4 separate regions of the Mus musculus genome follow, and regions 2, 3 and 4 are each linked to region 1. Evidence: chromatin contacts called from public Hi-C and HiCAR-type data. All regions are on one chromosome and are shown on one strand. Each heading gives the region's core, a stretch centred on a gene start, on an enhancer-like site or on the middle of the called end of the contact. The rest is flanking DNA. Distances are from core to core; before and after follow the strand shown.

What was found. Hi-C and Micro-C count contacts between places; a contact is called where the count stands out from the background. HiCAR-type assays count read pairs that join an accessible place to other places.
Region 2: a contact with region 1 is called in a HiCAR-type map of fibro-adipogenic progenitors, with 4 times the contacts expected there. The contact joins two enhancer-like sites. A contact is called at or near these places in 1 of 15 datasets of contacts at CTCF or cohesin (embryonic stem cells), 5 of 484 Hi-C or Micro-C datasets (embryonic fibroblasts and embryonic stem cells), 1 of 115 datasets of contacts at active chromatin or transcription factors (fibro-adipogenic progenitors) and 2 of 9 other capture datasets (adipose tissue and embryonic stem cells).
Region 3: a contact with region 1 is called in a Hi-C map of muscle stem cells, with 3 times the contacts expected there. The contact joins two enhancer-like sites. A contact is called at or near these places in 2 of 15 datasets of contacts at CTCF or cohesin (embryonic stem cells and pro-B cells), 27 of 484 Hi-C or Micro-C datasets (the 63-12 cell line, the AML12 cell line, B cells and 16 more) and 2 of 9 other capture datasets (adipose tissue and embryonic stem cells).
Region 4: a contact with region 1 is called in a Hi-C map of adipose-derived mesenchymal stem cells, with 2.5 times the contacts expected there. The contact joins two enhancer-like sites. A contact is called at or near these places in 1 of 15 datasets of contacts at CTCF or cohesin (the NIH/3T3 cell line) and 16 of 484 Hi-C or Micro-C datasets (the C2C12 cell line, adipose-derived mesenchymal stem cells, cortical neurons and 8 more).

The regions. Positions count from the first base shown.
Region 1 is chr9:43,800,785-43,804,345 of GRCm38.p6, forward strand. It overlaps Nectin1 (nectin cell adhesion molecule 1), which reads left to right. Exons shown (of 6, transcript NM_021424.3): 6 at 2,688-3,561. The coding sequence ends at 3,232. Among named protein-coding and RNA genes, the nearest start is that of Gm46108, 12 kb to the left of the region's middle. Within about 2 kb of position 1,392, at least 58 of the 459 cell types and tissues checked have an H3K27ac peak or open chromatin away from gene starts, as enhancers often do. A contact at or near this core is called in adipose-derived mesenchymal stem cells, fibro-adipogenic progenitors and muscle stem cells, where this site is marked.
Region 2 is chr9:43,584,390-43,587,592 of GRCm38.p6, forward strand. No RefSeq gene overlaps it. Among named protein-coding and RNA genes, the nearest start is that of Gm29909, 22 kb to the right of the region's middle. Within about 2 kb of position 1,457, at least 16 of the 459 cell types and tissues checked have an H3K27ac peak or open chromatin away from gene starts, as enhancers often do. A contact at or near this core is called in fibro-adipogenic progenitors, where this site is marked.
Region 3 is chr9:43,547,362-43,550,417 of GRCm38.p6, forward strand. No RefSeq gene overlaps it. Among named protein-coding and RNA genes, the nearest start is that of Gm36855, 28 kb to the left of the region's middle. Within about 2 kb of position 1,465, at least 8 of the 459 cell types and tissues checked have an H3K27ac peak or open chromatin away from gene starts, as enhancers often do. A contact at or near this core is called in muscle stem cells, where this site is marked.
Region 4 is chr9:43,980,681-43,984,093 of GRCm38.p6, forward strand. No RefSeq gene overlaps it. Among named protein-coding and RNA genes, the nearest start is that of Gm30373, 8.2 kb to the left of the region's middle. Within about 2 kb of position 1,986, at least 36 of the 459 cell types and tissues checked have an H3K27ac peak or open chromatin away from gene starts, as enhancers often do. A contact at or near this core is called in adipose-derived mesenchymal stem cells and muscle stem cells, where this site is marked.

The DNA of each region.
Region 1 (3,561 bases), core at 142-2,641:
GTTCCAGGAAGTACAGTTTGGAAAACTATCCCAGACACCTTCAGAGATAACAGTTCTGTGGCTGAGTGGGAGCTGTGTACTTGAGGTGGCTTGAGAAGCCAGGAGGATCTCAGTTGAGTCACAGAATGGAGCTGAGTTCTGTCCTGAGCAGAGACAGCAAGGCCCGTAGGTCCAAAGATAAAGCCTCCGCAGGGACAGCGGAGAAAGCTCACAGTGCAGGTGGTTACAGAGCATTGAAAGGAAAAGCCAAGGACTCAGGGCTCCTCACCTCTGCAGGCGAGGGGAGCATAGCAGTTCAGATGCAGCAGGCTGGTCCTTCCATCTAGATGCCTCGATTATTGTCTTAGCCTCTCTGAGCCCACACCATCATCCTTCAAGGCTGGACAAAGTCTAGCCTCCAAGAAACCTTTGTGAATTGCGTGCCTCAATGTTCTTATTCTCTTATTCCCTGAGCACTTCACTGTCAGCTCCTTCCATGTCTGCTTGCTGCAGTGATCCCAGGCATTCCTTTGGCTCTATAGCAATGCTATGACTAGAGAGAAAAAATAGTCGGTGGATATTTGCTAACTGAATAAGGAAGTAGACAGGTGAAGATTGGCCAGGAGTGTGGCTCAGAACCTCAACGCTCAGGAGGCTGAGCTAGGAAGGTCATAAGTTCAAAGCCAACATGGGTTAATGAGACCTTGTTTCAAACCAACCAAGCAAAGAAAGACACGGAGGCAGATGGAGAGGAGGACTTTATCTGAGGCCTGGAGCTGGGGAGGCAGGCTGAGAACACAGATTTCCTTTCTAAGGACAGTGGGACCCAGTAAACCATGATGAGCTCCCAGAGAGGGTTGCAAGAGAAGCAGTCAAAACAGCTCTCAGTAAACACTTAAACTCTCTCAGTAAACTCTGTGACCTGCACTGAGGACACAGTGGTGACTAGTGGGGACCCAAATCCTCTGGGCTTGTGCTTCTCTCAGACAGCTCCAGGCTCAGGAGCTTCTGGGCGGCCACAGCTCAGCCATGTGACCTCAGGCAAGTGTCCCGGACCCTGTCCCCTTTTGAGGCTCCTGTGTTTTCACTAGCCCTCCCAGCCTGAGCAACATGAAAACCTCTTCCCCCATCCAGGACCTCCGCCCTGCTCCTGCCTGCTTGCCAGTAGCACCCCACACACTCACATGGGGCCCATGGGAGGCGTGTGATTCCAATGGAGTGAGTGATGCTGAATCAGGGAGTGAGCTGGCTGCAGCAGGCTCCCAGGAGCAGACACATGGGCCCAGACAGTTCCTTGACCCTGGCCCTCCTGGGCCAGACCGGGAAGAGGCCTGGACAGCAGCCTTCCTTCCATGCTTGCCCTGGGTCTACACCCCAGCGCCTTCCTGAGGCCAGTCATGGTCTCCGGTGCCACCCTGTGGTGGTGCTGGGAACCGTCTCCCTGTGTCCTGCCCTAGGACCTCTTGGCCTCTGGCCTGGGCTGGCCTGGACTGACTTCATATTCACTCATCCACCTCCCAGGCCTCAGAGGGGGTGGAAAAAAGAGACAACAGGGTAGAAAAGAAGGCCACCATCCACCTCCCCCTTCCATCTTCTTCTGGTCTTTTTGTCTTTTCCTGCCTTTATTGCCTTTTAATTTCCACTCTGCATTATTGACTTTTCATTTTTCCTTTATATTTTTTTCTTTTTTTTTTTTTTAGACAGTCTTGATCTATAGCCCAGACTTCCCTTGAACTTATTGCAACCCCCCTATCTTAGTCTCTCACATCCTGAAGTTACAAGTATGAGCCATTATGCCTGGCTCAGACCGTCCACACTATCTGCATATCCTTCCGCATACATTTGTGCCTGGCAAAACCTGTGGGACATGGAACATGCTCTCACATATGTATGCTCCTGATGTGTGATACACATGTAGTCCTCTGTATCCCCTTTCTGCCTGTCCCTGCTCTGTGCCTACCATCTGTCACTTTGGGTGTTTCAACCCTGTAGCCCAAGCTAGCAATCCCAACAGGTCTCTACCTTGCCCTGCAGGGCCATACCACAACCAAAAAGTCACAGCGCTTGTTTGTAGCACACTGATAGGCAGTTGGCACTCACAGGACGTCGGCTGAGCCAAAACTTGGGAATCTACTTTCTATCTGTCCTGAAGACAAAAGGAATTAGTCTGGATTACCTACTAGGTTCCTGGTGTTGGGTCAGTCACTTCTACATGTCAGGCAAAGGGACACTGGTGGCACTTGCATAGGGTTGATATGAAAAAAAAAAAAAAAAAGGCAGGATGATTTCTAATTGGGCCTTTGGGTAAGTTAACCTCGCTAGCCATCTCCTGCATTGAATAGAAATGAACAGCAGACCTCCTTGGAGGGTAGTGACCGTGAGGGACACACAGTTGGGTGCATGTAGATGTGCCTCTGCACCAAGGTGGGATAGGACAGAACTAATGCCACCTCCAGGGATGGTCAGGATGGAAGGCTGGGCGCTCTGGGTACATCAGCTGCCTCTGCTCCTCTCGCCTGCCTGGCTCCCAGTGCTGCAGCTGACCTCAGGAAGGTGGGGTGCTAAGGGGCCTCTGGAATCAGAACTGCTCAAACTCGGGGTGTGGACATCCTGTCCTGGGCTTTTCCCTCCCCTGCCTCCCTACACCCCCGCTGACTTCTGAAGAGCAGACACTGACACAACCCCCTCCATCTCTTTTCCTCACCCAGAATTCCCCTACACCCCGACTCCTGAACACGGGCGGCGCGCCGGGCAGATGCCCACAGCCATCATTGGGGGCGTGGCAGGGAGTGTCCTGCTGGTGCTGATTGTGGTCGGAGGGATCATAGTGGCCCTGCGCAGGCGCCGGCACACCTTCAAGGGTGACTACAGCACCAAGAAGCACGTGTACGGCAACGGCTACAGCAAGGCAGGCATCCCGCAGCATCACCCGCCCATGGCACAGAACCTGCAGTACCCGGATGACTCGGATGATGAAAAGAAGGCCGGCCCATTGGGCGGGAGCAGCTATGAGGAGGAAGAGGAGGAGGAGGGCGGTGGAGGAGGCGAACGTAAGGTGGGCGGCCCCCACCCCAAATATGACGAGGACGCCAAACGGCCCTACTTCACTGTGGATGAGGCTGAGGCCCGTCAGGACGGCTATGGGGACCGGACTCTGGGCTACCAGTATGACCCTGAACAGCTGGACTTGGCTGAGAACATGGTTTCTCAGAACGACGGGTCTTTCATTTCCAAGAAAGAGTGGTATGTGTAGCCCCGCCTTCTGGAGCCTCTGTCTGTGCCCACTTCTCCCAGGCCCCTACCCGCACGCCCCCCTGCCCACCCCCACAGCCCACTGCCCTAAACCAGCCCCAAACTCCTGAGGAGCCAGAGGAGCTCAGGGCAGACCCCACTTGGCTTCGTTTTTTTGTTTTTTGTTTGTTTTTTGTTTTTTTTTTTTTAATTTCCTCCCTCACCCACCCTTCCCCCTGGTGTTGTGTTCGACCGTGGCTTTGGTGTTGCTGTACCTTTCCTTTAAGGACCCCTTCCACTGCCCTGTGTGTAGGGAGCCCTGTTCTTGTCTTGTGTACTTGGGCATCCCTC
Region 2 (3,203 bases), core at 207-2,706, 220 kb before region 1:
CTGTGCTTAGTCTTGATCCCCATTCACTTGGGGGGCTTCCATGCAGTTCAGCCTTCCTCTTCATCATCAGGATGGCCCAATCTGGATCCAGTGACACAGTCAGTCGCTGTGGGCATTGTCCTAGTAAGAACTTGGTCTCACCTTGAATTCCAGGGAGCTCCACAGGAAGGAAGCTGCCCCAAAGGCATCCTTCAGAACTCAGGCTGAAGGCTACAATCCCTGGAAGAGATCGGGGGTAGACTCTGGTGGGGGTCCTAGCGCTGAGATCCAGTCTCTTCCTTCCTTGTGAGTATCAACAGTGATTTGGGGTTTGTCCCTCACCCCCTTTACTTTTTTCATTATGTAGCCCAGCCCTGAGCTCCTGATTCCTCTGCCCATGTCTTGTACGTTTGGGAAGCACAGTTTATATTGCTCAGCCTCTGGCCATCAGGGGACCTGCCTGCCTTTATCTCTATGCCCAGCACTCCAAACCTACTACTTTTTTCCCAGACTCTAACCACAGAGGGCAGCCTCCGCGTCCCTGAATGCACTCTCTCTTTCCACTTCTGGCTGCGCCGTCTGTTTATGGTGACTTTCCACACTAGATGGATATCTGCTCCTAACTTGACATTTTACCCTCTGGGAAACGTATTCTGTATGTGTATTCATGTGTGCATGTGGGGTGGGATGTGTGTGTGTGTGTGTGTGTGTGTGTGTGTGTGTGTGTGTGCGCGCGCGTGCATGTGCACATGTATATGTGTGTGAGTGTAAGTGCAAGTGCACATGACTATGTGTGGGGATGTGTGTGTGTATGTGCACATGTGTATGTTTGTGTGAGAGAGAGTGAGCACATGTGTGTGTGCAAGTACTCATGTGCATGTGTGAGTGTGGGGGTATGTATGTGTGTGATGTGAAGGTATGTCTCTGTGCACACACATAGGAGGACATCTGGTGTCTTGACTTATTACTCCCTACCTTATTTTCTTGAGACAGCACACTTGAAACTAAGCTGGCAGGCAGCAAGCCCCAGCCATCCTGACTCTGCCCCTCACAACACCTGGGTAACAGTTCCGCTCACTGGGCCACACTTAACTTCTAATGTGGATGCTCGGGATTTGAACTCAGATCCTTAGACTTGTGCAACTAATGCTTTTACCAGCTGAGCCACCTCCCTAGCCCCAAGAGAAAAACCTTTGCTACATGTGATCCTTAGGGAAGATAATGGTGGTTGTCACCTTCCAGGAGGGGCCTCTGGGACCCAGAGCCACCAACCTGGTGGCTTGCTGAGCTACAACCATGCTGCCTCTCTCATCCCCTAAATTCAAACCTAGTGTTCTTTCCCACTGGAGGATGGGGTTGCAAGCTCTTAACTTCCCAGGATCCCTGGTATTGTTTTTCCTTCCACAACCCCTGGGGACTCCTATGATCTCATCCACAGCCAATCTTAGCTCCCAACCAGTGAGCTAACCACCGCTGGCACGCTGCTGAGCTGACACGATCCTAGCTTAAAAGCAGAGAAAGACGGTGCTTTAGTTCAGCGGTGTAGCCTGGGCGCAGATGACAGTACAATTTCCTCAGGGCTATTTCAGACATTTTCAGAAACCCTCAGAGCCTTATTACTGCTTTCCCTAGGGGTCCAAACACCTGACACCGTTAGCTACTGTACTCTTTCTGCACTGACCACAATTTTCAGGAGAAAACCAGGACCCATGGTGTGACAACTCTGAGTAAACGTAGGGGAGGGGACAGGCTGGACAGCATCCACGCTGTTCCCCAAACCTGGGGCGTGGGATGCTGTGGTCTGCTCTGAGAAGTTCCCCTCCAGGGTCCCAGCCTGGTACTCCTAAGCAGTGCTGGAGCCTTTTAGGGGTAGGGCCTAACGGGAAGCTTGAGGTCATTAGGAGTACTCTCTGGAGGGATTATGACATGTCTCTTCCCTTTCTCTTTTTTCAGATTCCCGGGTATAAGGTAAAATAGTCTCCACTTCCCTGTATCCCTGCTACAACGTGCCCTACACCCTACATGGACCAGACCCCCCAAGAACTTAAGGTATACGTTCTATGATAATAGACCATGGTGTGAGACTTGGAAACAGTGAACCAAAGCATTTCCTCTTCCTAGAGTGACCAACTGTAAAAGCAATAGTCATCCATGACGTCACCCATTCAGTAGGCACCTGCTGTGTGCTAAGTGCTGTGGCAGTCAGTCCCTAGTGGCCCAGTGAAGACTGAGCCTGGCTCCTTCACAGGCTAGCTAGCTTAAGTACTACCTTCCTACACTGTATAGAACAAGAGGAGGAGGGACAGTGTGGGAGACAGTAAGAAAATCCACCAGAGAAAGGGACATCTGAATTTAGTTTAGGGAAATAAGCAAAAAAAAAAAAAAACTTTTTTTCTGCAGATAAGAACATAAGATAAAGGGGGGAAAGTATTAATTAAGTCTCAGGGTATGAAATAATAATGAACACATCTAAGAGGCATAAGCAGAGAAGTAAGGATGGAGACAGAGATGAAGGGCATTAGTGAGAGGACTGAGGACTAAGAACCAGGCGTGAATGTTCACAAATGCCAAGAGTCCCTGTGAAACCTCCCCGATCTTCACACAAGGACAGCATCTTGACAGACACACAGAACCCAGTCCTTGTGTGTATGCTCAGGTGTGTGCAGGGCACCTGTGTCTGCATGTGTTTGGAGACCAGAGGACAACTTCAGGTGCTGTTTTCCAGGATCTATTCACATTGCTTGTTGACATAAGGCCTCTCTTTGGCCTGGAGCTTGTGGATTAGACCAGGCTAGGGTCAGCCCCTAGGCTCTATCCATTTCTGCCTCTCCAGTCTGGGACCACAAGTGTGTGCCACCACAACTGGATTGTTTACGTGGGTTCTGGGGACCAGAATAAGGTCCTGGTACTTACAAGGGAAGCAGTTTACTGATTGAACCATTTCCCCAGGTTCCCCGCCACCCCTGGGTGTGTTCAGATGTGTGCGGATACATATGCACATATGTGTACATACAAGAACCCATTGCTGAACAAAAGTCCCAGGCACTCGTTCTTCCCATCAACCTCTCTGTGCCTCAACCTCTCCCCTTACCCCTGGGATTCCTAACACTCGTTAATCCCTTCATTCCTTCCCTACAGCTAAGAAAAGGCAGAAGTGGCCCCTGCCCCTTGTGTAGCTGTTTTAGTCTAAACAAGGTGACAAGCGTTCATCTAGTAGTCCAATT
Region 3 (3,056 bases), core at 215-2,714, 250 kb before region 1:
TGGCAACCCACAGCTTACCTGAATTAGGTGAGGCAATTCCTTACCTCACAACCCTGCAGGTTGTCAGTTGTTCTTCAGGGGCTTGGCCATGTCCACTCTGCTGGCAGCCTGCAGAGCAGGTCTCTCTCCTGTTGTGACTTTCTTCCCCACCATTAGTACAGCACAGTGTACCTAGACTTCACACAGATGCCTTCTCTTCCCCTTAGCAAGGCTCCCTGTTCTTTGGCTTTTTCCAGATCCTCTGTCTATCATCACTGACCCAGGACTCTGAATATCTATTAATAATCACCCTTGAGATGACGCAATCCAAAATGAGCAAAACCACCACAATATTAACCGCTGTGGTGGGGTGTGGGACAGATGTGTGCACTGTCTTGCTTGTAAGGGGGGGTGAAGGTGCTGAGCGGTAGCAGCTGATGCCCCTTCTGAGGGCATTAGGACCCTCCTCAAACAGGAGCCAACTCCAGGGACACAAGGAGCAGAGAGGGGTTGGTAACAAAGCCACTTGGAGAGCTGAGATGCTGCTGCTTGGATTATCATCAGCTGCCAGTATCTTTGCATAAGTACTGGTAGGTGGATGTCTGGTCAAAGCTGATGTGTGGGTGTTGGAAGAAACAATCAAATTGACGTGATTTAAGAACCGAGGGTTATTTTGAACTCTTTCGTTCCCATTTGAACGTCCTCCTTTTTCTAAAAAAAAAAAAAAAAAAAAAAAAAAGAAGAAGAAGAAGTTTTTTTGTTGTTGTTGTTGTTGTTTCATTTTTTTGTGGGAAACCAGGAAAGAGGAGGAAAATTGGTAGAGAGAGGCTCAATTCGTTCCTGTTCTGTTCCTGTGCTTGGAATATTGCCTGGATGCAGGGGCATGGCCAAAATGACCCTCATCATCTTCTCACAGGGCAGGAAGGATCTCGGCTAATGGTTTCTTGGAAGCAAGAATGATGCCCCTGTGGCTGGAAGGGAAACTTGTAGTTATGGTAACCATGCGATTCAGTTTCCCCATGTGAGTGGGTGGTCCTAGTTTATGAGAAGCAAAAACTGGGGTTCAGAAAAACACTCAAAGCCAGGCACCAAAATGACCAAAAAGAAACTAATAGGGCAGCTCCAAGTCTTGGTAGAAATGCAGCAACGCTCTTGCCAACCCCCACTGCCTTTCCTGTGGGGAAGGAAGGTCCCACAGATAAGAAAGGGTCTTGGAGAATGTGTGTGTCAAGAATGAGAGACCTGTGAGGATAAGGGGGTGGGGGAAGGAAGCCTGTTTCACAGAGCAGGAGGATGGAACACAACTATCATTGATTCGTCCGATTAAGAACTGGGCATATTAAGCAGATTTGGGGTGTCTTGAAGGAAAGAACAGTCTAATAAAATATTTTAAGAGACCGTGAGAGTCAAGTCCTCTCCTATTCCATTCCTACCAACTTAGGCAATCCCTCTCATCTTTCCTGACCAGAGTAAATGCCAGCGGTAATTTTTAGATTAGGGTGTTTCCTCCTACACCAGGACTTTTCCAGACTTTATGACCCTAAGCACAGCTGCTGTATGAAGCCTGAGAGCCCCTTGCCCAAGCCCAGTTACCAAGAAAAGATATCACGGTTTCACTTGGCAGCCAACAGAATCCTCCAATCCCACGTTGGACTGGGAAGCCAGATTTAACTCACACAGTGTTTAAGACACCCAGGAGCAGAGACATGCTACTGTTTGCATAAATGTCCTCCCACTGAACTTCCTCCCTGTCCATCTGTCCCTTAGCTGTCACACTGCTCAGACCGCCTTGTGGATAAACATGAGAGTCCCAGGAGCAGAGTGGCACAGAGCCCTTCATCCTGCCAGGCTCCCCATCACGGATCCAGTCTTGCCCTGGTTCTCTTCCCTCTGTTCCTGCTCCCATCCCTTTCTCATTCCCTTTATCTCCTTCCTCTACAGTCCCATTTCTGGCCCAGCTTAGCCCTCTATAATGACTTAATCTTGCCGACAGGGTGACAAGCGGATGAATCGAAGTCTGAGGCTTTTTTTCTCCACTCTAGATTCATTGGAAGATTTCTCCCAGATGCGGCACTAAAACCCCAGATTCAATTTCCCTTTGACATAATAACCGAATTAGTCTCATATTGTCATACATAAATTACTAGCCAGTCAGGGTGCCACCAGAGGGAGAGAGAGCTGGAGAGAAAGCAAGACATGAGCATCCGAAGGGGTGTGACTGTGACAAGCAGGGACCTGAATAACAATGGGACCAGAAGGGTAGCAGCTAATCATAGCTGACAAATGAGGAGAATTCCCGGGCTGCAACAAAGGTAAAGAATATTTACCTTCCTCCCCATGCCCCTGGCCATTAAAATGTCACCACGGGGAGCTACGCACCTTACAAGTGATACACAGATCTAAATATCTTCTCCGTTAAGCACTGCTCTGTTTGCAAAGGCTGCTTTCCAAGAGGAAAATGAGGTTTTCTTGAAACTCCGTTGCAGCTTCCAGGCCTGCTGGTGGAAGTTGAGCTGAGTAGGAGACTTACGTGAGTCTTAGTGTGGTGGACCAGTCCTCACCATGGTTGTAGGGACGTTAGCCTGGATAGCTCTGAGTGCAGGAGCATGCTGGCCTGCATAACTATGTTGGGAATCAGATCCTGGGCAGAAGGGGTTCAAACCTGAGCCAGCTAAAGTGGGGTTCCTCAGCTCTCCACCAGCCACTCCTCTCAAGCTGGAGTCCCGAGGGCTAGCCTTATGCCTCCCCCTCTGAGCCCTTGCCCCCGGCCCATCTGTCCATCCTGTTCAATGCTCCTCTAGGAACTTCTGAGCTTCACCTCCGTATCCCAATGCGACATTAAGGCCTGTTGAAGAGTCCTGGTGGTCTTCCCACTTCCTGTGCTCCCTGACAACCCATGGTCTACCCATCCTCTGAGTGTACCTTGCCCAAATGCAGATTTACTGACAGTATGCCCCCAGTTAAAACCTTTCACTACTTCCCTAAAGAATGATGTCTAAGCTTTGAGGCATTTGCTAGTAAGATGGTCCATGACCTATCGCTCTGTGCAGACCCCTGACCACAGCCAGGCTCATGGT
Region 4 (3,413 bases), core at 736-3,235, 180 kb after region 1:
TCCAAGACCTGGTTCACTGCTACCCTCTCCTCCCAGTCCCTGGGTCCATGGCAGGTGAGGGGGCTTCTTATCTTCCCAGAATTGCCAAGTCTTAAAGCCCACTCCAGCCCACTGGCTCTTCACGTTGGTGTGGCTCACCTGAAGCACAGGCCCCGACCAAATCCAGTCTCCTTGAGGCCACTTTTCAACAATAACATAGGTTAGCCAAGGACCCATTAAAGTTCTAGGAGGGAGATATGTATGTTTGCACCTGTATATGTCTGTGGATGCATGTGAGAGTATGCGTACACATTTTCCTGTGTGTGTGTGTGTGTGTGTGTGTGTGTGTGTGTGTGTGTGTAGGGGTGTGTTTGTGATGGAGTGTAGGTATGCGCATCTGTATAAACATGCTTCTGAGTAAATATATGTGGTGAACTCAGGCAGATTTCCCCTCATCGGCGTTACTCTTCCCTCCATGCCAGCCATAGCAGAATAAGGTTGACCAGGACTGAGTGCAGAGCAGCCCCTGGGGATGGACAGAGCACTGCTCAGCTCCCACCTCCTCTGCATCAGGCCCAGGATGTCCAGACCCACTTGCTAGGAAGGCTTTGCTAGGGCTAGGGATTCCCCTAGGCCTGCCTCAGCTCCTTTCTTCCCTGACCTGGACTGGATTCTGGCCTCGAGGCTACCCCATCCTTCTCCAGGCATCTCAGTGCCTCTCGGGTTCAGGTCTGTAGAGAAAGCTCCTTGATGCCAGCCACCTTGGCTACCTCCATCCTGTGATACTGCTCAGCTTGGAGTCTCCTGTGCTGCCCTGCTGTCATTAACAGCAGGGACCGGTAAGCACTTACATCCCCCACGTGCCCTGACCGCCACCCTAAGTCAAACATTTCAAACAAAGGCCATGAACAGCCCTCTGCTCATTTGCAGAAGCAGGAGTGCCTGTAGAGAGCAAAGGGCACTCACTCGCCTGCCAGCTTGCTGGCTGTTCAGCTTGCTTCTCTGCTGCTGCAAAAAGCACTAACCGAAAGCAAGCTACAGAGGGAAACCGAGACAGAACTGCGTAAAGTCCTGGAGCAAGGATGCCTGTTGGCTCTCTCCCCTGGCTTGCTGGGCTGCCTTTCCTTCTTTTTCTCTTTCACTCTTTCTTTCTCTTTCTTTCTTCCTTCCTTTCTTTTTTAATCTTCCTCTATAGCTTTTACCAGTGTATTATTTTTTTAACTTTTTTTTTTTTTTTTTTTTTTTTTTTTTTTGGTTTTTTGAGACAGGGTTTCTCTATAGCCCTGGCTGTCCTGGAACTCACTTTGTATTTTTTTTTTAACTTTTTATTGATTCTTTGTTTGTTTGTTTGTTTGTTTTTGTTTTTCGAGACAGGGTTTCTCTGTGTAGCCTGGCTGTCCTGGAACTCACTCTGTAGACCAGGCTGGCCTCGAACTCAGAAGTCCGCCTGCCTCTGCCTCCCAAGTGCTGGGATTAAAGGCGTGCGCCACCACGCCCGGCTTATTGATTCTTTTTCACATCATCTACCCCAGTCCCACTCATCTCCCCCTTGCATCCACCCTCTGCCCTCAAAACCTACCCCCCCCCAAATAAAAACCACACAAACAGACAAGCAAAAAATTAACCAAAAAAAGCATAGAAAACATCTTATCCTGGAAGCTGTAGTGTGTCAGTGTGTCCCATAGTATACTCTTCTGTCCACACATCTTCACTTGCAAATGCTCCTCGCAATGAGTCATTGGTCTGGTTCGAGGCTTCTGAAACACCATCAGTACTAGACCCTCACCGTGACTCCTCCCAGTCGTCCTGTTGTTGCCCAGTGTCATGGAGATGCTGCACCCTTGGATCAGCAGGACTGGCCCTTCCACATGCCCCAGCAGTTCACAGATGATGTAGATTTTGGATCTGGGCCTGGGTGGGAGTTAAGCTGGTTAGCATACCAGCTCTCCCTTATCTGCACCACCCACCAGGGAGGGTTCCCCAGCACTGCTCTGGCTGGGCCACATGGCCATTGGTAGGAAGCAGACTCAGCTCTCCCACTCTCATGCTCTCCGGGCTAGCTCACCCACACCCTGCCTCCAGAGTCAGCCCAGTGGAGAGGCAGGGCCACTCTCCCAAGTGCTGTAGCTGGCAAGGAGCAGGGCCAACTCACTGCTCTCATCTCCAGACTGCCTCAGATGGCAAGCATCTAGAGGGATGATGGCCAGCATCTAGAGGGGTGATGGCCTATACAGCCCATGCCTAGCAGCAGCCTAGGGAAGGACCACTCACAGTGGACTAGGCCCTCCTGTAACCATTAGAAATTAAGAAAATGCCTAACAGACACCCCGCAGGACAATCCAATGGAGGCAGTTCTTCAGGTGAGCTACCCTCTTCCCGGGTGACTCTAATTTGTGTACAAATGACAAAACTAACTAGCTAGGAAGCAACACTGCTTGCTGCTCCAACCTGGGGCATCTATGGATAGGAGTTTCAGGAATACAGGAAATCAGGAACGAGTATTCATACATGGGTACATATATACATACATCTGTACATTTATATACACATATATACATACATATAACCATATATATGTATATCCACCCATATCTACATGTACATACCATACATCGAGCCATCCAACAATGCATGTTATCAGATGCCCCATCCCTCAGATCCTGAGCTGGACACATGGAGATCTCCTCCTCCTCTTTTTCTTCCTCCTCCTCCTCCTCCTCCTCCTTCTCGTCACAGTGGGAAAGAATCCAGGAGTAGGATGTTTTCCAAAGCTTGTTCTTTGACAGTGCTGACTAATGGAACTTCCTGGGGTGACACCAGTGTTCTGTGTCTGTGCTGTCCCCTGGGCCCCACCATCTCTAGCCCACATGGATGCTGAGCATCTGAAGTGTGTCTATTGGGACTGAAGAACTGAATTTTCCCTCCTAATACAGTTGTAATGAACTTAGACATAAGCCTTATTACATGATGCAAATGAGCAGCTCGTGGACCAGATGCCACAGCTGTAAAAGCATCATCCACCCTGTGTACATATGCATTAATGCATGTTCATGTACATATATACATATATGTGCAAATATATACAATACATATATGTATATGTGTATATGTGCAAATATACATATATTTAGATATACATATATGTACATATATACAAAAATGTACATACACACACACATATATATATGCAGAGAGGGAAAGGAGGAGTCAGGAAGGGGTAACCTCTGGTAGGACTAGGAGAGACTCTAGGACATCCTCTTAGAAGTATTTATTGAGGGCCAAGAAGGGACAGACTTTGATAATACAGCATTTGACACACAGTAGGGAAGAAGAGCTATTAGCCAGGTGTACAGCACTGCTCATCTCAGATACTGTAAATCAGGAAAGGCTTCACAGAAGAGATGATTTCAAAGGTAAAGCATCAGATAGAAACT